Linked DNA regions of Mus musculus: region 2 is linked to region 1. The links are chromatin contacts, called in public Hi-C maps. All regions are on one chromosome and are shown on one strand. The core of a region is the stretch at or near the end of the contact, and the rest is flanking DNA. Distances in the headings are between cores, read along the strand shown. Region 1 overlaps Tmem178b (transmembrane protein 178B). Region 2 overlaps Tmem178b (transmembrane protein 178B).

Region 1 (2,700 bases), core at 148-2,647:
CAGGAAGTAGCCCTGCCACAACCCATACTTCATCTCTAACTAGTCTCCTGCACCTCTTGTCTTCAAAGTAGGAACCAGGGACTTCGGGTGTGGCTCAGTTGCAGAACATATGTTTAACACAAGAGGTATGGAGTCAATCCTTTGTGTGTGTGTGTGTGTGTGTGTGTGTGAGAGAGAGAGAGAGACAGAGAGACAGAGAGAGAGACAGAGTCTTAATGTTACTCTTTTAATGACAGTTTATGATTAACTTTTCCTACTAATAATCCCCAAACTTTATTGGGTTAACGGAACAATTACTCATTCAGCTCACAAACTTCTGAGTTGACATTGTGCGCTGGACTCAGATGGGTGGCTTTCCATTGTCAATGGTTCGCTCTATGTCAGATGGGCGTGGCTTGGGGTTAGCTGGTTCAGATTGGCCTCTGCTGCAATGGCTGCCCTCCAAGCTCCAGTTTGGCCCAGGCTCATGTGCATGTTTGCCTAGCACAGTTCTGAGAAGAACTGCAGTGTGCAAGGTGTGAGTGTGCAAGAACAAGGCCACATTTACTGTGTTCCACGGCTCAAGTAAATTCGTGTTAGTCTAATCCAAAAGGATGGAAAATTAGGCTCCACCCTCCAGTAAGAAGAGCTCCAAAGTCACCATTAAAGGAGTGTAGCTACAGGCAAAATAGAACATATTAGATAAGAAATGCCCAGAGATTGGCATCAGCTCACCTTTTCACTTCTATCTATGGGTCTGCTTTGCTTTTCCTTTTCATATTATTAATGTCTTTCATTCTTGATATTTGGTATACTCAGTACTATACAACTTAGGGGCATTGTCATGCAAGCGTATATTAAACATTGAGCCCATGGCAGCCTTGCTTCCCACACTGCCTTTCTCAGCCCAATCCTCCTTGTTAGTCAGTCCCTTTTGCTTCTATAGGCAGTTTTGTGTCTACTTTCGTGTTACATGCACGTACATCATATCATTTTCTTCAATAAAAAAAAAAAAAAACAAAACTCTTGTTCTTCACCTTTTTGAGTACCTCCTAGTTTCAGGTCTCAGAGCCAGGTCGTCCTAGGGATAAGAAACAACTACATGATGTGTTTCATCATTGGTGTGGGTCTCCCTGAAGCCAGGGAGGCGTTCAAGGACAACAGAGGCTGGCTGAGCACCTCATGCACCTCAGATGTGCTAGGCTTGAGGACAGCGAGCCTGGAAAAGAGCCTCATGCAATCTCGGTCCTTGGACCTTCCCACTTTTCACATCATTCAGCATCTTTTCTGGTAGCCTTCCTCTCCCTGATGCTCAACTCAAACATCAAGCTGTGGCTTTTGCTTTTAAATACTTCCTTGCATGTATCCTTTTCCACCACCCCCTCAGTTTAGTCTTCTTTATCAGTTGCCATGACTACAATGCAACCTTCTTGCTGGTTCCCCTACCCCCAGTGTCTCTTCCGTGAAGCTAATAGCTAAGTTCTGTTGCTGCCAGAATATCCTGTATCACACAGATGTGGTCATAACTGTATCACCAGAACATTTCTCTGTAGATTTCTGAAGCCTCAGAGCTCACAGTAGGTCTTACTGAGCAGACATGCTTGGATCCCACCTTTCTTTGTGTTTGGATTATATTCTGTTCTTGAGAGGAATGGAACTTCTGTTAGTTTCTTGAAAATGCCAATGTTTCTCAAATATTTTACCTTCTCCATGTTTGTCTCTGTGACAGGAACCATTCCTGTACTGCCTGTCTTCCTAACGAACGTGACTTATTTTTAGGGCTGATTATTCTCAAAAGATATTTACATTATTTGGAAGCGTGCACAAAGTTCCACACAGTTATTCCTGCTGCCTTTGGTGGCTCTGGACTCTGTTCCCATGCTGAGTGTGAGCCCTATGGCTTCACTCCTGTTACAATCACCCTGTTCATCACTCCCAGTCTTTTCTGATCTGTTCATTTTCTGTACCCTTCTTTAAGTGCGTGACCTTGTCTTTTTTCGACCTTTCTCCGGTAACTAGCACTTAATAAATATTAATTAAGTGGATGAAATCAAACCGGAAAGAAGAGGAAGACGTTAGGTTCATTTCAGTTACACTGATGGACAAAATATCATGTACTGATCACCGGACTTGATGCCAGAAGGTGCTTCTTCGCCCCTTAATAGCCATTTGACCTTGAGGAAGTCTTATTAGCTCTCATAGTCTCAATTTCCTCATTAGCTAAACAAGAATAAACCCACCCGTTCTACCTCATAGAGGATACAATGAGGGAGCAAAATGTGAGCACTGAGTTTCTTGCAGAGCAAGACTGGGAGCTAATGAGATGCCTCATGGCAGACTCAGAGAGAGCTATGATTCTCTTCCCCACTCCCTTGTCTCTCAGTCTGCAGTCTGTGCTTATAAAATCACCAGGAGGCAACAGCAATATATAAAATTTGCGTACTAACAAATGTTTTTCCTTGAGTTTAATATAATCTAAATACCGTAGGGTTATTGTTTGTTTTGCTTTGCCAAAGATGAGGCTATCCTTAAAGAATGCTAAAGAATTTCTGCTGCTGGGGAACCAGACTGCGCTCAGCAGAGATGTTCCTGGCTTTTTGCTAGCCTTGCTATGCACAGAGAGCTCCCTTGAATCCCACCACTGCTCCAGACTTTGATATAAAATGCCTTTAGGCTTGTTTGTTTGTTGGTGACAAGATTTCCTTATGGCATCCAAGCTGA
Region 2 (2,700 bases), core at 30-2,529, 100 kb after region 1:
AGATGGAAAGGTCTGAATCCTGGCAACGACCCTTCGACCTTGGCCATTTCTCATTGTAAGGAAATGCTCAGCTCATCCCTCTACCTTTGATCACCCCGCTAGATGTTTTCACAAGTGCTTAAAGGGTGACTTTAGTGTAAGTGCCACCAGGGCCAGCGAGTTTGTAACAGCATCTATGTATTTGGGCAGGTATGAGCACAGGCAACACAGGTGAGAGGGGGTTACAAGGAACTCAGCACTCCAACCAGTGATCCTTTCAAATGGGTACATTTTGTGTCTGTCCTAGCTATGGGATGGCCATCAAGTCTAGAAACAGGCATTTTTGGTGCACGCACATGTGTGTGAGTGTGTGTGTGTGTGTGTGTGTGTGTGTGTGTGTGTGCAGAGGCAGTCTGGATGGGCCAGTTATACAAACAAAATATTTTTTCAAAGCCACGTGGGACCTGGAGAAACAGATTAGCAGTTAAAAGTGCTTACTGCCCCTGCAGATTATCTAGGTTCGGTTCCCAGCACCCATGTGGCAGCCCACAAACACCTATAATTTCAGTTACAGAAAATCTGATTTGCAATTTGGGCTCTGCCAGTCCCAGCACACATGGTATATACGTGCATACATGCAGGAAAAAAACATGTATATACATCAAATAAAAATTTTTAGCCAGGTAGTGATGGCACACACCTTTAATCCCAGTCCTTGGGAGGCAGAGGCAGGTGGATTTCTGAGTTCGAGGACAGCCTGGTCTACAGAGTGAGTTCCAGGACAGCCAGGACTCCACAGAGAAACCCTGTCTCGAAAAACAAAACAAAACAAAACAAAAAATCAAAACAAGTGGCCAACTCTATTCTCTCTAGAATTGATGCCAGTCTATGAATGACCCAGTTATTATAGCTGCTTGACTTGGAATGCTGCACTACTGTAGCATAAACATGCTGGGATACAGAACAGCCTTGTAATATAAAGATATAGCCTCGGGAATAAAAAGAGAAATCCTGTCCTGGGTGTTTCTGGGTTCTGCTCCTGGCAGTGTCTCAGCCTGGACGATTTTCACGGCTTGCAGAAGAGGCAACGCAGGTCTCCTCTCCTTGCCGCACGCTCCCTTCCCAAACACGTCCAACATCTCTTGCCTCATCCCAGCAAGTCCCAAAGGCACCTTTGATGTAAAACCCTGTGACCTGCCTGTTGATGGCTGATGATGCAATGGTGTATAATTCAACCGTAATTTATATTCCTTGCAGGTCTGAGCATAGCTATAAAAGTGTTCTCGAGAGCTGAATGCTGCTGGGGCGTTTAATCTCAGGCAAGGAGGGATCCAGTGTTCCTCAGCTTCCCGGAATGAATGCTCAGTGCTGGAGGAGGGATCCTCCCTCCCCCCCCCCTTTGCTGATTTGCACCTCTAAAGTTTTAAAGATCAAATGGGGACTGAGGGGTGATCTTAGGGAACAGGCTGCCTCTCAGGCACCCCATCCTGCATGCCTACAAGGGCATTTCTGCAGCAGCAGAGGCCTTCTCCCTCACAGGAACAAGGGAAACAGGCCAGGGCTGGGGACACAAAGACGTCATCCCTCATTCCTGGGAGCAGAAAAATGTCACACAGATGGATCTTTAGCTCTAGAAAGCTGGAGAAATTACATGCCAGTGAGGTTTTGGGCACATCTTGGTCACACAAGAAATAGATATTTGGGGAAATGCCTGTGTACACAATATGTAACTGATCTGGATTCTTGTAAGAACCCTGGGCCTCGGTTTCCTAGGAGATGGCTTCTTGAATTAGTAAGAGCATTCCTGTTGCCTAGCCCAAGGCCTACATTTTGATGCTATTTCTCCACAGGGTCCATTGCTGTGGCATTACTGCCATGGCTTCTCTGAGCATCCTTAAGGGGTGTGGGACCACATGTGATCCCCTCCCTTTGCTCTGTAGGCTAACAGCAGCTAACACAGAGGCGACACCATTTTGTTGGCCTTATGCACCTACAATTCATGTTCAGAAGTGGCCTGAGTGAGGAGTTAACACTATGGTTGTGCCTGCCAGCTTGAAAAATGTTATATCATGCTTACTGACCATGGTCTTATCCCGCGGTACCGGGATGAGATGGAAGTATTATTGGGCTGCTGGCTAAGTGCTCTTGGTAACATTTCAGGGCAACAAAAGAGATACCTGTTCCAAAACAATGCAGTCTCCAGATGGGAATTTCTTAACATTGGCAACACATTCCACAGATCTGTGTTTCCGTGTTGTCCTGACTGAGGCATGGTACTTCCATGATGCAGTCACTACGGTCTGCCTCTTGCCTCCAGAGTAGATAACACTACCCTGAAAATTTCAGTAGAAAGTGTGGCTAGTCAGTCTGCTTAGGGCTTCTTGGTGTTGGTACAGAAAGTCTCACACCCTAGGTACTCCATCCTATAACTCCTAGGACATCTGGGACAGTTGGCCACACTGGAAATGTTGGCACCATTTTTCTATGGACTGGGTTTTTTTTTTTTAAAGATTTATTTATTATTATACATTTTACGGGTGTTTGTGAGCCACCACGTGGTTGCTGGGATTTGAACTCAGGACCTTTGGGAGAGCAGTCAGTAGTGCTCTTACCCGCTGAGCCATTTCGCCAGCCCCTGAACTGGGATTCTTGACTGGATTAAAAGCCAGATGGACACCAGTATCTTTCTCCCCCTCCCCCTTCTTGACTAAGACTATAGTA

The links. Hi-C and Micro-C count contacts between places; a contact is called where the count stands out from the background.
Region 2: a Hi-C map of cortical neurons shows a contact between it and region 1, with 1.5 times the contacts expected there. The contact joins two enhancer-like sites. A contact is called at or near these places in 1 of 15 datasets of contacts at CTCF or cohesin (the NIH/3T3 cell line), 4 of 484 Hi-C or Micro-C datasets (cerebellar granule neurons, cortical neurons, olfactory sensory neurons and 1 more) and 1 of 115 datasets of contacts at active chromatin or transcription factors (fibro-adipogenic progenitors).

What each region holds. Positions count from the first base shown.
Region 1 is chr6:40,128,499-40,131,198 of GRCm38.p6, forward strand. All of the region lies in intron 2 of Tmem178b (transmembrane protein 178B), which reads left to right. Among named protein-coding and RNA genes, the nearest start is that of Agk, 200 kb to the right of the region's middle. Within about 2 kb of position 1,398, at least 12 of the 459 cell types and tissues checked have an H3K27ac peak or open chromatin away from gene starts, as enhancers often do. A contact at or near this core is called in cortical neurons, where this site is marked.
Region 2 is chr6:40,232,967-40,235,666 of GRCm38.p6, forward strand. The region is part of intron 3 of Tmem178b (transmembrane protein 178B); the gene reads left to right. Among named protein-coding and RNA genes, the nearest start is that of Agk, 91 kb to the right of the region's middle. Within about 2 kb of position 1,280, at least 28 of the 459 cell types and tissues checked have an H3K27ac peak or open chromatin away from gene starts, as enhancers often do. A contact at or near this core is called in cortical neurons, where this site is marked.